Linked DNA regions of Mus musculus: regions 1, 2, 3 and 4 are each linked to region 5. A link is a contact called in public Hi-C data. All regions are on one chromosome and are shown on one strand. Each heading gives the region's core, a stretch centred on a gene start, on an enhancer-like site or on the middle of the called end of the contact. The rest is flanking DNA. Distances are from core to core; before and after follow the strand shown. Region 1 has its middle 24 kb from the start of Gm32590. Region 2 has its middle 47 kb from the start of Gm32590. Region 3 has its middle 19 kb from the start of Gm32532. Region 4 has its middle 25 kb from the start of Gm32590. Region 5 overlaps Nrp1 (neuropilin 1).

Region 1 (2,700 bases), core at 84-2,583, 620 kb before region 5:
GTAGCCATATCCATACACTTTAGGATGTATCAAACACGCGAAGGAAGAGTTATTGTTTTATCTGTGCATACATTCAGAATTTGGGCTTAGTTTGAAGGGCGAGGCGCAGAGAAGCTGCTTGCCCATGGAGAACAGAATATTTTTTTTTCTTATCTCTGTGCTTGTCCCTGTTTCTGCTTATTGCTCCATTTTTCTCTCCCTCTTATGAGAAAAATAGCTCAAACCCGAGATGTTTTCACTGCCTTGGCTTTTCTCCTTAGTATAGATGGCTGAGCTACGAGCTACCAGCTATTTTAAGTTGCTTCGGTTTTGATCAGCATTGCCTTACTTAGTTCCCCAGCATTGGTACAAATACCTGAGACAATGAACTCAAAAAGAGAAAAGGTTTATTTTGACTCAAGGTTTTATCTGGCCTAGCTCATGAACAATTGACCCTGTTGCTTTTGGGGTTGTAGTGAGAAACTCATCAAGGTGGGATTGTGCTACTGAATAGCACCCCTTATCTGATGATCAGGAAGCAAAAGAGTGAAACAGATAAGGGCTAGAGTCCCATTATTACCCTCTGCACAGCGCGCGCGCGCGCGCACACACACACACACACACACACACGGGGCTAGGGTCCCATCACCTTCTAAACAGCACACACATAACAGGGACTAGGGTCCCATTACCCTCTGCACAGCACACAGACAATAAGAGCAAGGGTCCCATTACCATCTTCACATCACACACACACACACACATACTAATCGAAGGACCTCCTTCTATGCTCTCACTCTTAGAGGTTCCACCAACTTCTAATAGCTCCTCTGGGGGCAGGGTGCATTACACAAGGAACTAAGCAGATGTTTAAGATCCAAACTATAGTAAAGATTTTGGTTTCATGTAAACCCTGTAAACCACACCATTAGGATGGTAACTCAAATCATATGTATGGATTTTTTTCTTTCATAAGGAATCCAATACTTGGGGTCCAAAGACAATTCTCTGTACTCCATAGTATCCCAGGTTGTATTAAACTATCTTTTCTCTAGCAGTAACTTCTACATAGAATCATGGCATGTGCTGGATATTTCTACCTGACAGTATTTATATTCCAATAGAAGGGTAAATGAGCTCCCAGAATCTCGCTCTTTAAATTTGAGGTTCGAATAATTTGTTTTGATAAGGCTCAGAGTGAATCATCCTGACACTCAAACGCTGATGGCTATCACAGTAGCAGTGCTTAGGGGTAGGATCTGTGGAAAACAACCAGATTGCCAGGCTCAGATGTCATTAAGGGAGCAGTCTGTTGATGAGTTCAAAGCTACACAGGGAGGTGGTGGAAACTTAGGGAAGTGGGACCTCATTGGAGGAAGGAGAAGAGTGTTTGAAGGGATTATTTACTTCTGGTGTTTCTCTACTCTTCTCATTCCCTCAGCCTCCTCCTCTTCTATTTCCTTTTCTCTTCCTCTCCCCTCCCCACCTCTATTAATCTCCCACTCCCTTCCTTTCTCTGTCTGTGTAAGGGGACCAGTCTCTACCACTACTCCCTCATCCTTCATGTTCTGCTTGACACCACACCCCAAAACTACTAGGCAACTATGGACTGGAAACTATGAAACTATGAGCTCACATAAACTTCTCTTTCCTTTAGGTTGTTGAGCTGAGGCATTGTGTCACATGATGGAAAGCTGACACAAGATCAATGTGAAAAAACAAATTTGCCACACAGATTTTTGGTTCCTCTCCTCATCTGTAGAACAGAAACCAAGCTCTGGGAAGCCTCACAGACTGTGAGATTATTTCTATAACAGTCCTGTTGGCCAAAGAGAGAGTCTGCTCATTTGTTCTGCAGCATGCTTTATTTTATCCGTGGACCTGGTAAAGATAACCATCCTAGCTATCTCTCACTATTTCTTCCCCTTAGAGTAAGCTTTCTTATTAGTGCAGATAAACTCACTTAAACAGGCTTGGGGAGAAATGTGAGCCACCATCTATCTGTTGGCCTATCACTACCACTAAGTGTTTATATTAAATCTTTCCAATGCCACCAGCTCCTGACTCCCCCTCCTAACCTTCCACTATGCAAATCTTCTTTCTTGTGGCATCCAGGACATTTGGTGTTCTGTACTGGGATATAGTGATTCTCTGATGGCCAGAGGGGAGCTCTGTCATCTGAAAATGAGGGCATAGGATGGAGGAGAGTGTGCCTTAAGGATCTGGATCCAGATCCATCTTCAGAGAGGCCTGCCAAGCCTCAACATTTGTTTTCAAGTGAGAACCACTGAACGTCTTCTTGAACAGAGCATGGGGTCATCTGGGAAGCTGGAGTGTTATGGTTGGAGGGTCCAATGCTGTACCCAGTTTTTCTAAAGCTGTTAAGACTTCTGTTGGTTCAGGGAGAAGATCAGAGTGGACCAGCTGATGATATGCAGCTGTGCAGAGGCCCCCATCTCCTCTCAGATGAGAAATGCCCATCCAAGGGAAACATCAAACCAGCCTAGCTTAACGGGTACAGTGCTTGCCTAGCATGGTAATGACCTGTGCCCCTCCTCCAGGGCCACATAAACCAGTAGGTTGTTCTGGCATGCATGTAATCCCCAAACTGAGGAGGTAGAGTCAGGTACATTGCAGGGTTGCATGACAGTTTAGCCTAATAAAAGGGGGGGGCGGGATAATGGGAAAGGTTTAGCAAACATCAGAAGAGGTGGTCCCTGG
Region 2 (2,700 bases), core at 127-2,626, 600 kb before region 5:
TTCCACCCATAGTGGCCCACCATATGGCTTGTCTTGAAGAGTACTCCATGTGTACTTAGGAAGTATTTGTGATCTGTAGTTATTAGGTAAGCAAATAGATTAGCAGAATTTGGCGATAGGGGTCTCGAGAGTGAAGGAAAAAGCGAGGCCCAGTGTAATTTAGCTGAAGAAATCCTAGCCTCATTCTCTGGGGCTCCAAGCAGTTGGGTGTATCTAGTACTTTCAACTGGCTTGGATTTAGAGGGTATTATTTTTGGGAAAGGGAAGCTCTGAGGAAAAAGGCTGAGTGGGTCAGCAGAGCTGGTCACCTAAATGGTGAAATATTGGATGCTGATCTCAAAGTCCCTGACATAAGGCAAGCAGGAAGTCACATGCTTTGATGTCTATTACTCACACTAATATTGTTTTTGAGATAAAATTACATCAGTTAGACCCAAAACAGAAGAACTCAAAAGAAATCCTCCTAAAGAGATGAATTAAACAATATTGAAGGCAACTCCAGGGAAGCCAGGCTAGCAAGGGTCTTAAAGGACTGACTCTTGTCTTGAGTGTCCAGGGTGGAAGGTTGTAATGCGACCCACACTCAGAGAGGCAAGAGACACTGCTTTGATAAAGCCTTAGAACAGTGGTTCTCAACCTGAGGGTCATGACACCTTTGGGGTTGCATATCAAATATTAACATTATGATTCATAACAGTAGCAAAATTATAGCTATAAAGTGGCAGTGAAATAATTTTATGAGCAGGGAACAGAACGAATTAAGCATTAAGAAGTTTGAGAACCATTGTCTTAGAAGAATGGGGAACCCCAAAAGGGACATAAGAAGAGAATATGTCTTGATAAATATTTTCAAGATCTTTACATTACTAAAGTATGAAGTGGCCTATCCCTGCCCATATCCCCCAACTTTTGGGGCTCTGGGTCAAGTGCTAAGGGTGAGGTGTCAGTGAAAATGGAGAAACAAAAGTGTCAAGAGATACCAGTTCATTTGGATTCATTCATAGCACACAGGACAGTGAGGTAGCAGGGATATGGCAGGGCTGATGGATGCAGGAGGGCACAGCGACTGATTTTCTCATTGGTCCCCTTCACTTCCCCAAGCTAATGTTTCCTTGAGACTGATGCTTTTCTTCTAGTTATCCTGCTGGTGTGATTCATAGGCAGTACCGTGCTCTCCCATCTCTACAAGCTCTTATCTTCTTCCCAAGCTGCTAGTACTGTAACGTTTTTGCTGGGAAATTGACTATTAATATGGAAGGATTTAGTAACAGCAAGAAGAGAAAGAGACAGTTGAACACTTACTTAGCCTCTGTGATCATTAAATTGGTTACAGTAGTACAGCAGAGGTTCAATACAGGAACCATGGGATGGCCCAGGCCTTTTGAGGAACTGAATAGGCTTGGCTTGGAGAAGTGGACAGAACATCTTGTGTGTGTTTATGTGGAGGCCAGAGGTCAAACTTAGGTATCATTCTTCAGGAGCTTGCTTCTTGAGACAGGAATGCTCTGACTCAGTTAGACTGACTAGCCTGAGAGTCCCAGTGACCTGGGACTGTCTCTACCTGCTCAGCAATTGAATTGTGTGTGTGCCACCAAAATGCAGCTTTTACACAGGAGTTTTTGGAATTGCATTTAGTCTTTGTGTTTGTTTGGCAAGTGGTTTTTCAACTGAGCATTTTTTTCAATTTTAATGTTTTATTTCTTACTGCTTTGTTGAACTTAGTTGGTCTATTTTTTTTCTATGGAACCTTCAGGAATTTCTGCATGTAAGATACATCATCTTTGATCATATTTTACTATTTGAATGCATCTTCTTTTCTTTTCTTTTCTTTTCTTTTCTTTTCTTTTCTTTTCTTTTCCTCTCTTTTCTTTCTTTTTTTTTATTGGTTATTTTATTTATTTACATTTCAAATGTTATCCCCTTTCCCTGTTTCTCCTTCACAAACCCCCAACCCATCCCTCCTCCCCCTGCTTCTATGAGGGTGCCCCCCCCACTCCCACCTCATTGCCCTAGCATTCCCTTACACTGGGGCATAAAGCCTTCACAGGACCAAGGGCCTCCCCTCCCATTCCCTGGGAGCTCTGGGAGCAGGGGTCTGGTTGGTTGATATTGTTGTTCTTCCTATGGGGTTACAAACTCCTTCAGCTCCTTCAGTCCTTCCCTAACTTCTCCACTAGAGTTCCCGTGCTCAGTCTGATGGTTGATTTTGTGCATCCCCATCTGTATTTTAACCCAGAATTGCTCCTGTCTAAAGGAAATGCAGGGAAAAAGAGTGGAACAGAGACTGAAGGTTACGGCAGAGCCATTCTGGAGACAGCTATATCAGGCTCTTCTTGGTATCAGCAACCACTTATTGATATCAGCAATTGTGCCTGGGTTTGGTGTCTGCATATGGGATGGATCCACAGGTGGGGCAGTCTCTAGATGGCCTTTCCTTCAGTCTCTGTTCCACTCTTTTTCCCTGCATTTCCTTTAGACAGGAGCAATTCTGGGTTAAAATTTTGGAGATGGGTGGGTGACCCCATCCCCTCAACCGGGGCCATGTCTAACCTCAGGATATGGTCCCTACAGGTTCTTTTTTTCCCCTTTGTTGGATATTTCAGCTAATCTCATCCCCATTGGATCCTGTGAGCCTCTTGCTTTCCTGGCATCTGAGACTTTCTAATGGCTACCCCCAGTTCCCCATCCCCCATTGCTACG
Region 3 (2,700 bases), core at 113-2,612, 740 kb before region 5:
CAGCTGGGCTTCAACTTACTGTGAATTCAAGGGTAATCTTGAACTGACTCTTCTGCCTGTACCTCCTGAGTGCAGATACTACAGGCATGCTCCATTATGTTCAGCTTCACAAAGTGCTGGGGATGGAACCCAGAGCTTTGTGAATGGAACCCAGAGCTTTGTGAATGGCAGATCCGTGCTTTACACACTTAGCTACAATTCCTAGCCCTAAACAACAATTTCTAAAGCCAAACATTCTAATTAATATCAACCAAAGTTGCTCTAATTTTGTATCTAATTGCTGAGGAATTATAGGAAAATATTAAAAGCTTTTGGTTTTATAATTATACAATTATATTTCTCTAAGAGGTGAAAACTGTATTTATACATTGAAAATGCTGCAATCTATAACCCATAATAGTCTGAAAATCTGATCGGACTCATTTTGGGGCATTTGCTGCTGTTTCAAGGTAGCATGACAAATATGATGTAGGTTGTGTGTTCTGCAAACAAAACTGCACGGTACTGACGTGGCTTAGGGAAATGCTGGCAGCAACACCTCCGATTAGAGTTTGGATTAATTTTAGTTGTTGTATATTAGGAAATATTTTACTGTGACCACCATGTTCAGGCCTACAGACAAAGAGGCAAAGAAAGAGACACCTAAATGGTAGATGGGTAATAGGTGGGTGACTGAATAAATGCTAAGTGGATGAATACACAGGTAAGTGAAACAACACATGTATGTTTACATGTACAGATGGGTAGACTGGTGGATGGTGGACAGGTAATGAATGGGTAGATAAGATAGACAATAAAGATTACATGGGTCACAATGAAGTGACTCACGCACCATGGACATTAAGAAGTCCCATAGTGTTAGACTTAAGATGCAGTCAATCAAGGGCTCCAAATTCAAGGCTCAAGTATGAGTCTGAAGAATAAAGGCCCAAAATTCCAGCTTAAAGGCCATCAGGTAGAAAAAAGCAATTCCTCCATGGTCAGGTTTTTGTTCTTCTTTCTAGTTAGACCTTCAGTGGATTAGTCAAGGCCCCTCACATTCAGAGGGGCAACCTGTTTTCCATCATTCTGCTGATTCAAATGCTAATCTCATAGAGAAATCTCTGACAGACATACCCAGAATAGCATTGACCAAATGTCTGAGTACCCTACGGCCAAGTCATGTGGACATACGGACTCTCCATCCATCACAGAGATTAGATACCTGTCAAGGGAGGCTTGAATTTGCCGATCGATAGCAAGATGATGGCTGATGTTATCCAAATCCATGATTTTTTATTGTAGCTGTTACTGTTCAGCAAATACCATGCTTTCTTCAACGTCCCATGTAAGGGTTTGTTCCTCTTCTTGTGGAGCCCAGCTTGAGGTTATGACTCAGGATCCTGAAACCAAGAACATGACCATTGGGTGGGGATACTGTCCACCATCAGTCCCGTCACGGATGCCACAGAAGCCACAGATTGGAGAGGTGAGGAGCAGATTTCACATTTTCTTTTTAATCCTTCCTTTAAAATTGTACCTTATTTTATGTAGCAGTCTTTGGGCTGTTAAGTGGGCCAATTAATCTCATTTGAACATTTTATTCAATACAATTACTTAGCAATTGAATTGTGGTCTACCAAAATCCCCATTACTTTAAAAGGCACTTAGAATGAGAATCAAGACTCCCTGGCTTTCATGACTTCCGTGCCCTTCCGTGTCCTAACAGTCCATCTAAGTATTGCCAGCTTCCTTGGAACTTCAGGACCTGAAGTCTCAGCAAGCTTAACTAGCCCAGTTTATTAAGATAGGCTTTCCATACTTTTCATGGACAGGGTGTGGTCCCTCTCTTTCTTTCTGGCTCTGAGACCTTAGCAACAAGGCTCAGATTGCATCTTACAGCTGATTGCAGATTCTCCAAGTCAGTCAAGCACTTAGTATTGAGTTATCACCCAAGCCTGACTCCTGGAAATAGGCATTGATCCTGTCCTTAAATGTGGCACTTTCTGTTCACCCTGTTTTCCAGGGTGCTGGGCTTCAATAACATAGAGGTGTCCTCCTTACTCAGCTCTGGGCTATGACCTGTGAAGCTTACTACACAGTCCTAAGAAACCACAGCTAATATCTGCAAGCCCAGTTCTGGTGATGATCTCTTTCAGAATCAACGCTGGTGAAGGTCTCCGAAAGCTATCAATGCAACTTTATGAAAGGATGAATGTAAACAATAATCACTATTTAAAAATATTTTACAAGCATGTTTTCTTTGGACAAAATTGTTTGGTTAATTATTGAAGTGAAAGTAGAAAGTAGAGGATTTAACCTCTTGTTCTCATAGTGTCAACTTCCATTTCAGACAGACAGATAAACTTGTGCTTTAGCCTCCATGGGGTGCCTTCTGCTGTCATAGCAGGATTATGCAAAAACATCTAACATCAAGCCCCCTCTGCCCACCCTACCCCCCATGCACACAGTACTTTCTACAGCATGGCCACACAGCAGTATTTGTCCTCTGGAAATGTAGCATTATTTTACCACTTTTGAAATGCTGGCTGGAGATAGGATGCACTCCCTCAGAATAGTAATGTTAATAGTCAGTAATATATAGAGTATGTATATATATATATATATATATATATATATATATATATATATATGTAATAGTGATATTCAGATAGTAATGGGCAATAATGCTCTGTTCTAATCTCCCACCTTCACCTTGGT
Region 4 (2,700 bases), core at 144-2,643, 670 kb before region 5:
CATCAGAATTACTTTAATACCTTCCCCCTTTAAAATCCCCTTGTGAGCCAGGAGCCTGAGCTGCACTGTGGAAGTTCATCAGCTTACTCTGATAGAACTGTTCCTCTCCATTATTCCTCAACCTTTTGTGCAAGAACCATTCCCCTTCATCACTCCCCTTTCTCACAACATTTTGATTTCTCTCACACACTACAAAAATCCCCACCACACTTTGTTGTGTGAGCTTTGCCCCATGACTTCCATGTAGCACACCTTCAACCTCATTTCTATGTAGTTGAGCTTGGCTATAAGACAGGGTGCATGCAAATGAAAAGGAGAGAAAGGACCAGAGAATTGGAGGTGTGGTGAGGTCTGATAAGAACCCATGAGTCAGTTTCTTCAATGATGCAGCCATCATATGTTGCCTATGCGCTTATAAGTAAACCTTGACACACACTACAAAGCAACCCCAATTAAACTTATTGAATCATGCACACACAAAGGCATGGAAGCTGAAGTTGAAAGTTGGGAAGAGGAAGAGGGTCATTGAGAACAGAAGAATGATGTCATAATGAAACTCAAGAGCCAAGACAGTTAGGCGGGTGTCTTAGGGTTTTACTGCTGTGAATAGACACCATGACCAAGGCAAGTCTTATAAAAAACAGCATTTAATTGGGGCTGGCTTACAGGTTCAGAGGTTCAGTCCATTATCATCAAGGCAGGAGCATGGCAATATCCAGGCAGGCATGGCACAGGCAGAGCTGAGAGTTTTACATCTTCATCCAAAGGCTGCTAGTGGAAGACTGACTTCCAGGCAGCTAGGATGAGGGTCTTAAAGCCCACGCTCACAGAGACAGACGTACTCCAACAATGTCACACCTCCAAATAGTGCTACTCCCTGAGGCAAGCATATTGAAGCCATGAGCGTGGGTAAACCTACCAAGCTGACAAACATGATCTGAATTGAGTCACTGAGACTTACATGGAGGAAGCAGAGAAGTGACTTCCACAAATTGACTTCCTGACCTCCATACTCATGGTACTTCACATGTGCATACCCCTCCACACACACACACACAAGTAAAAGAAGAGGAAGAGAAAGAAGAAGGGTGAGGAGAAGGGAAAGGAGGAGGAGGAGGAGGAGGAGGAGGAGGAGGAGGAGGAGGAAAAAAAGGAGAAAAAGGAGGAGCAGTTGTGCTTTAGCTAAGGGGAAAACTAAGTTTCTGAGGTTAAAGATCTTCTATGACTCACAGAATAATCCCAATAAACTTCAGCTGACTGATACCCTCACCTTACAATGTAGTGATTATGAAGAATCCATCTCCAGGAAGTTGAATTTGACTGGCCCAAGGCCAGACAGCCAGTAAGGAAGGGATCCAGGAACTGAACAGAAGGAAGTTGGCCCTGGCAGCTGTGGTCACCATCATCTGTGCTCTACATTTACACCCAAACCATTCATTTTTGCCTGACAGCTCTCTTCCCCTGGGCCAATCTGCTGGAAATTCCCAGTGCTAACCACGTGCATGAGTGTTTTTTAAGTCATCCTTCTTGTGGGTCCTTGGGTGATATCACTTAATTTTTGATATTTTAAGAACTCTTTAGAAATCACATCTAAAATGCAGATTTGAGCTGGAGATGTAGCTTAGAATGTTTGATCAGCATGTGGAGTAGACCTAAATTTCATCCTCAGAACCATAGAAACTGAGTGCGGTACCCTTATAATCCCTACAGTCTGGAGGTAGAGGCAGGAAGGCCAGAAGTTCACCTCATCTTTGGCTACATCAATAGTTCCAGGCCAGCATAGCATATATGAGATGCTCTCTCAAAAGTGAAGAGAAATACAGATTTCCATTCTCAATACCTGAGAGAAGAGGATTTAAATGTTCTAAGAGGGGTCCCGAGATCTAGTGACTCTTGGTCACTGTGCTTTTGATGTCTCTGATCCTCTTGCCCTTGGTGGCCCCACTTCTATTGCAGAAGTACTGCACTTTGTTTTCTGGCATTACTGGGCTTTTCTGCTGGAGACTCCCTTCATGATGAATCTTCACCCTTGATAGTAAAACATCACTATAGTAAAACCACTCAATAGCTCTACACCTGGAGGTTGTGCTGTTCCTTTTGGAGAGCATCTTGACAATCATCATCTGATTAACAAATCACCTATGCTTTTAAATACAGAAGCAAGAACTTTATGAGTGCATTATGCTTGAACATTTTGTTTGAACCTTTCTTAATTAGCGTAATTACTAAAATATGTGCCAGGACATGATATTTTAAAAGTGAGGAACCACTTTTAAAGGGAAAACTTGGGCTAGAAAACATGATAGGATAGAAAGATGTAGTTCAATGGAAGCATGTGCTTAGCATCTATGGAACTTTGGGTTGGGTCTTCAGAACCAAAGTGTATATATAGATACACAAGATTGAGGTGGGTTGCATTTATACCAAGTATCTGCTGTGCAATACAACATATATTGCTAGACTTGAACAGATTAGCAATCGTCTTCTGATTAACAAATCACCCATGCTATGAACTTCCTTCTTTAACTTTTAAAAAACCTTTTATTTACTAATCTCTTGATTCCCCATTTGTACTGTAGCTTGTGACCTTCCTAACAATTTAAGCAAACAGGCAAAGTGATCAGTGCCATGATTCTTCATGATAAAGCACTGCCCAGGAGTTTGAGTAAGACCCAAGAGAGTTGGTAAATGCCATAATAC
Region 5 (2,700 bases), core at 12-2,511:
ATTAATTTCTGGTAGGCAACTGGGTAAGATTTTGCTATTCCTTTTGCCTCTTTCTCATGAACCCTGACAAAGAACCAAGTGGAACTGCTTACTAGTCAAGGACTAACTCACAATTAAATTTTTGTTTTTAAGTTGGTTCTACTGGTTTGTGGGTTAACACTAGAAGAGTGTCAAGGAATCAGATCCAGCTGCAACCGGAACTTGGTTTTCTCTTAACTATGGTCAGAAGGATTCATTCACGTGTCTAAGATTACCAGAGAATGTTGGATCTTTGTCTTGAACTTTAAAAAAAAATCCATAACTATCAGCTTATTCTTCCACCATATAATAATATTCAAAGTAAACTCTTCCAGTAGCCTTGTGTGCAGTTTAAAGTAATCAACAAGGTAGTCACAGATGGCCTCATATTTCCCATAACTGCACAAAATATTTAATTTCCAAAAAAAAAAAAAGCTGTTGGATTATATTTTTGCTGCCACCGAACTTGAAGACCAGCATGGGGTGCCTTGAGCCACACAGGGTGACTCTGGACCAGGGAATATGACAGTTTGTTTCTCAGTTTATTTATCCATAAAATTTTCCTTGTTTGATAGGTGGTTTGAAGGAGGTAACACATTTAAGTTTTACCCTTAAATTAAATACCCTAAACACAGAGGCTGCATTGCAGATTTTCTATTAAAAAGAACAATTTTAGTTATCAGCATTTTTCTAAATAAGACAATAATCGTGACAAAATAATATAGATAAAGAATTATGTTATTAACCATCAGAGGATTATGTTATTAACCTTAGGTGGTTGTGTTCTGATTAGCATCTATAAAAAGCCAGAGATCCTGAGTTTCAAGCAGACAATGGTCAGATGCTGTGAATCAGCCCACTCAGCCTAGAATAGCTGAGGTCTACATGCCTGGCTAGGTCAGAAAACATGTGTTTTATCTAAGGAAATGAGACAATTACTTAAAAATATTTTCTTTAGCTTTAGTATCAACTGATGAATTAAACAGCCTTGAGTCATCAGAGATGTTCTGAAGAAAACCTGCCATGTCTTCCCCTCACAAGCAGACTTTCCGGTTTTTAATCAGACCTCAGTTCTTTGTCCTTTATTTTCTCAGGCTGTTGTGCTGGCCTGCCAGGGGAGCATTAAAAGCTGATAAATGCTCCCTTGCCAATGCTCACTCACGGGGCCGTATTTTATTGAGCAAGGCAGATTTTCATTTTGGAAATGAGGTTTTCCACATTACATTACCAATGGCCGGTTGTGCGCAGTCATGGCAAGCAGCGGCAAGCATTTCATGGCTCAAAGGCTACGAGCTGTGTGATTTACTATACAATGCTGAGAAATGCTGCTTCGTCCTCCAGTGATCCTCAGTAAAATGTGGGCCTTTCCTTGCCTCTCTGTATCTGGGGAATGTGTTTCCTGTTATTGTGAAGACAATGCCTTTGGCCGTAAAGTGTTTATTCTTGTAGATACCTGAACAGAAAGAGCAAGGAAGGAGTCAGGGGACCCCTGCCTTCCAGGGTCCCCAGCAGTAGGACCAACGCTGCTCCCTATCTCACACCTACAAGGAAAAGCTGGTGATTTCTTTGTTTCTGCCTGATAGCTCTTTGTTCAAAAATAAGATATGGTGAGAGAATCTAGACTCTTTGAATTTTATATCAATGTTGGAAACAGTGTCTTATTGAGTCACTTATGTCCACTGAGCTGTGAAAACTGGCTCAGGAAGCAGCCACTAGAACTCCAAAGTCTGATGAACTTCTGAAGATAGTGTACATACCACTGGATACTTTCCAGATGTTGATGTGTGTCATACCCCCAGTGGGAAGTGCTCAACGAGCTGAGAAAACCATTTGATGTTCAATGGCACATGTGCCTACCCCCACTCCATATCCCTCCCCACCATCCCTCATCACAGAATTCCTCCAAATTCAGACCTGAAAACACATCCATCTTCCAGGCAAGAATATGACAGCTAGAAAGTAAAGATATACTCTAAAACTCCGAAAGTTAAGGATATTCTACAAACTCAGAAAGTAAGGACTCTCAAATAATCAGGAGACAGTGAGAGAAGAGAAGTTGCCTGGGTTTGGGAAGCATATTACCTGATCGTAGTACCTGTGAGCCTAAATATCTGTGGGGAAAGAGAGCAACATGCAGGAAAGGAACCCTCCAGAACACAGCGGGGGTGCACTGTGGAGAACTTCCCTGAACAGTGCTGGCTTCTCTACTATTCCTGCTGTTTGTCTTAAGTGTACCATTCTTGTGGCCTGGAATAGAAGGTGGGTGAAAGCAAAGCAAAGTCCGGACATGGACGAGGATGGATCTGGAGATTCTACATTATCTCCACAGCTGCTGACCACTGCCTTCCAATTAGTGTCCTTCAGAGTCCACGCATTTAAGACCAACAGTGTCTGCTAGTGTGAGAAGCATAGCTGGCTACTTGGTGCTGACTGTTTCATCTTTACAGATCTTCATGGTCAATTCTGCTCTTCCTGTGTGCCCCACTCCCTTCCTCTTCCTGTCTACTTGCAGAATCCTACTATAGAATCTTTGCTACACACTTGGACATCACAGTCAGCTGTGAAATGTCTCCCCTCCCCCACCCTTCCCAATGTTTAACGTTGCATCTTTTCTTTCCTGTTTCATACTGTGTATGTCAGCCCTTCCTAAGGTCACACATTTGAAGTTGCCACAGATTTGCT

Evidence for each region. Hi-C and Micro-C count contacts between places; a contact is called where the count stands out from the background.
Region 1: a contact with region 5 is called in a Hi-C map of bone marrow-derived macrophages, with 16 read pairs. The contact joins two enhancer-like sites. A contact is called at or near these places in 1 of 484 Hi-C or Micro-C datasets (bone marrow-derived macrophages) and 1 of 115 datasets of contacts at active chromatin or transcription factors (fibro-adipogenic progenitors).
Region 2: a Hi-C map of bone marrow-derived macrophages shows a contact between it and region 5, with 13 read pairs. The contact joins two enhancer-like sites.
Region 3: a Hi-C map of bone marrow-derived macrophages shows a contact between it and region 5, with 11 read pairs. The contact joins two enhancer-like sites.
Region 4: a Hi-C map of bone marrow-derived macrophages shows a contact between it and region 5, with 16 read pairs. The contact joins two enhancer-like sites. A contact is called at or near these places in 1 of 484 Hi-C or Micro-C datasets (bone marrow-derived macrophages) and 1 of 115 datasets of contacts at active chromatin or transcription factors (acute myeloid leukemia).

Annotation. Positions count from the first base shown.
Region 1 is chr8:127,828,203-127,830,902 of GRCm38.p6, forward strand. No RefSeq gene overlaps it. Among named protein-coding and RNA genes, the nearest start is that of Gm32590, 24 kb to the left of the region's middle. Within about 2 kb of position 1,334, at least 19 of the 459 cell types and tissues checked have an H3K27ac peak or open chromatin away from gene starts, as enhancers often do. A contact at or near this core is called in bone marrow-derived macrophages, where this site is marked.
Region 2 is chr8:127,851,000-127,853,699 of GRCm38.p6, forward strand. No RefSeq gene overlaps it. Among named protein-coding and RNA genes, the nearest start is that of Gm32590, 47 kb to the left of the region's middle. Within about 2 kb of position 1,377, at least 3 of the 459 cell types and tissues checked have an H3K27ac peak or open chromatin away from gene starts, as enhancers often do. A contact at or near this core is called in bone marrow-derived macrophages, where this site is marked.
Region 3 is chr8:127,708,254-127,710,953 of GRCm38.p6, forward strand. No RefSeq gene overlaps it. Among named protein-coding and RNA genes, the nearest start is that of Gm32532, 19 kb to the left of the region's middle. Within about 2 kb of position 1,363, at least 10 of the 459 cell types and tissues checked have an H3K27ac peak or open chromatin away from gene starts, as enhancers often do. A contact at or near this core is called in bone marrow-derived macrophages, where this site is marked.
Region 4 is chr8:127,779,813-127,782,512 of GRCm38.p6, forward strand. No RefSeq gene overlaps it. Among named protein-coding and RNA genes, the nearest start is that of Gm32590, 25 kb to the right of the region's middle. Within about 2 kb of position 1,394, at least 6 of the 459 cell types and tissues checked have an H3K27ac peak or open chromatin away from gene starts, as enhancers often do. A contact at or near this core is called in bone marrow-derived macrophages, where this site is marked.
Region 5 is chr8:128,449,545-128,452,244 of GRCm38.p6, forward strand. The region is part of intron 6 of Nrp1 (neuropilin 1); the gene reads left to right. Among named protein-coding and RNA genes, the nearest start is that of Gm32643, 42 kb to the right of the region's middle. Within about 2 kb of position 1,262, at least 40 of the 459 cell types and tissues checked have an H3K27ac peak or open chromatin away from gene starts, as enhancers often do. A contact at or near this core is called in bone marrow-derived macrophages, where this site is marked.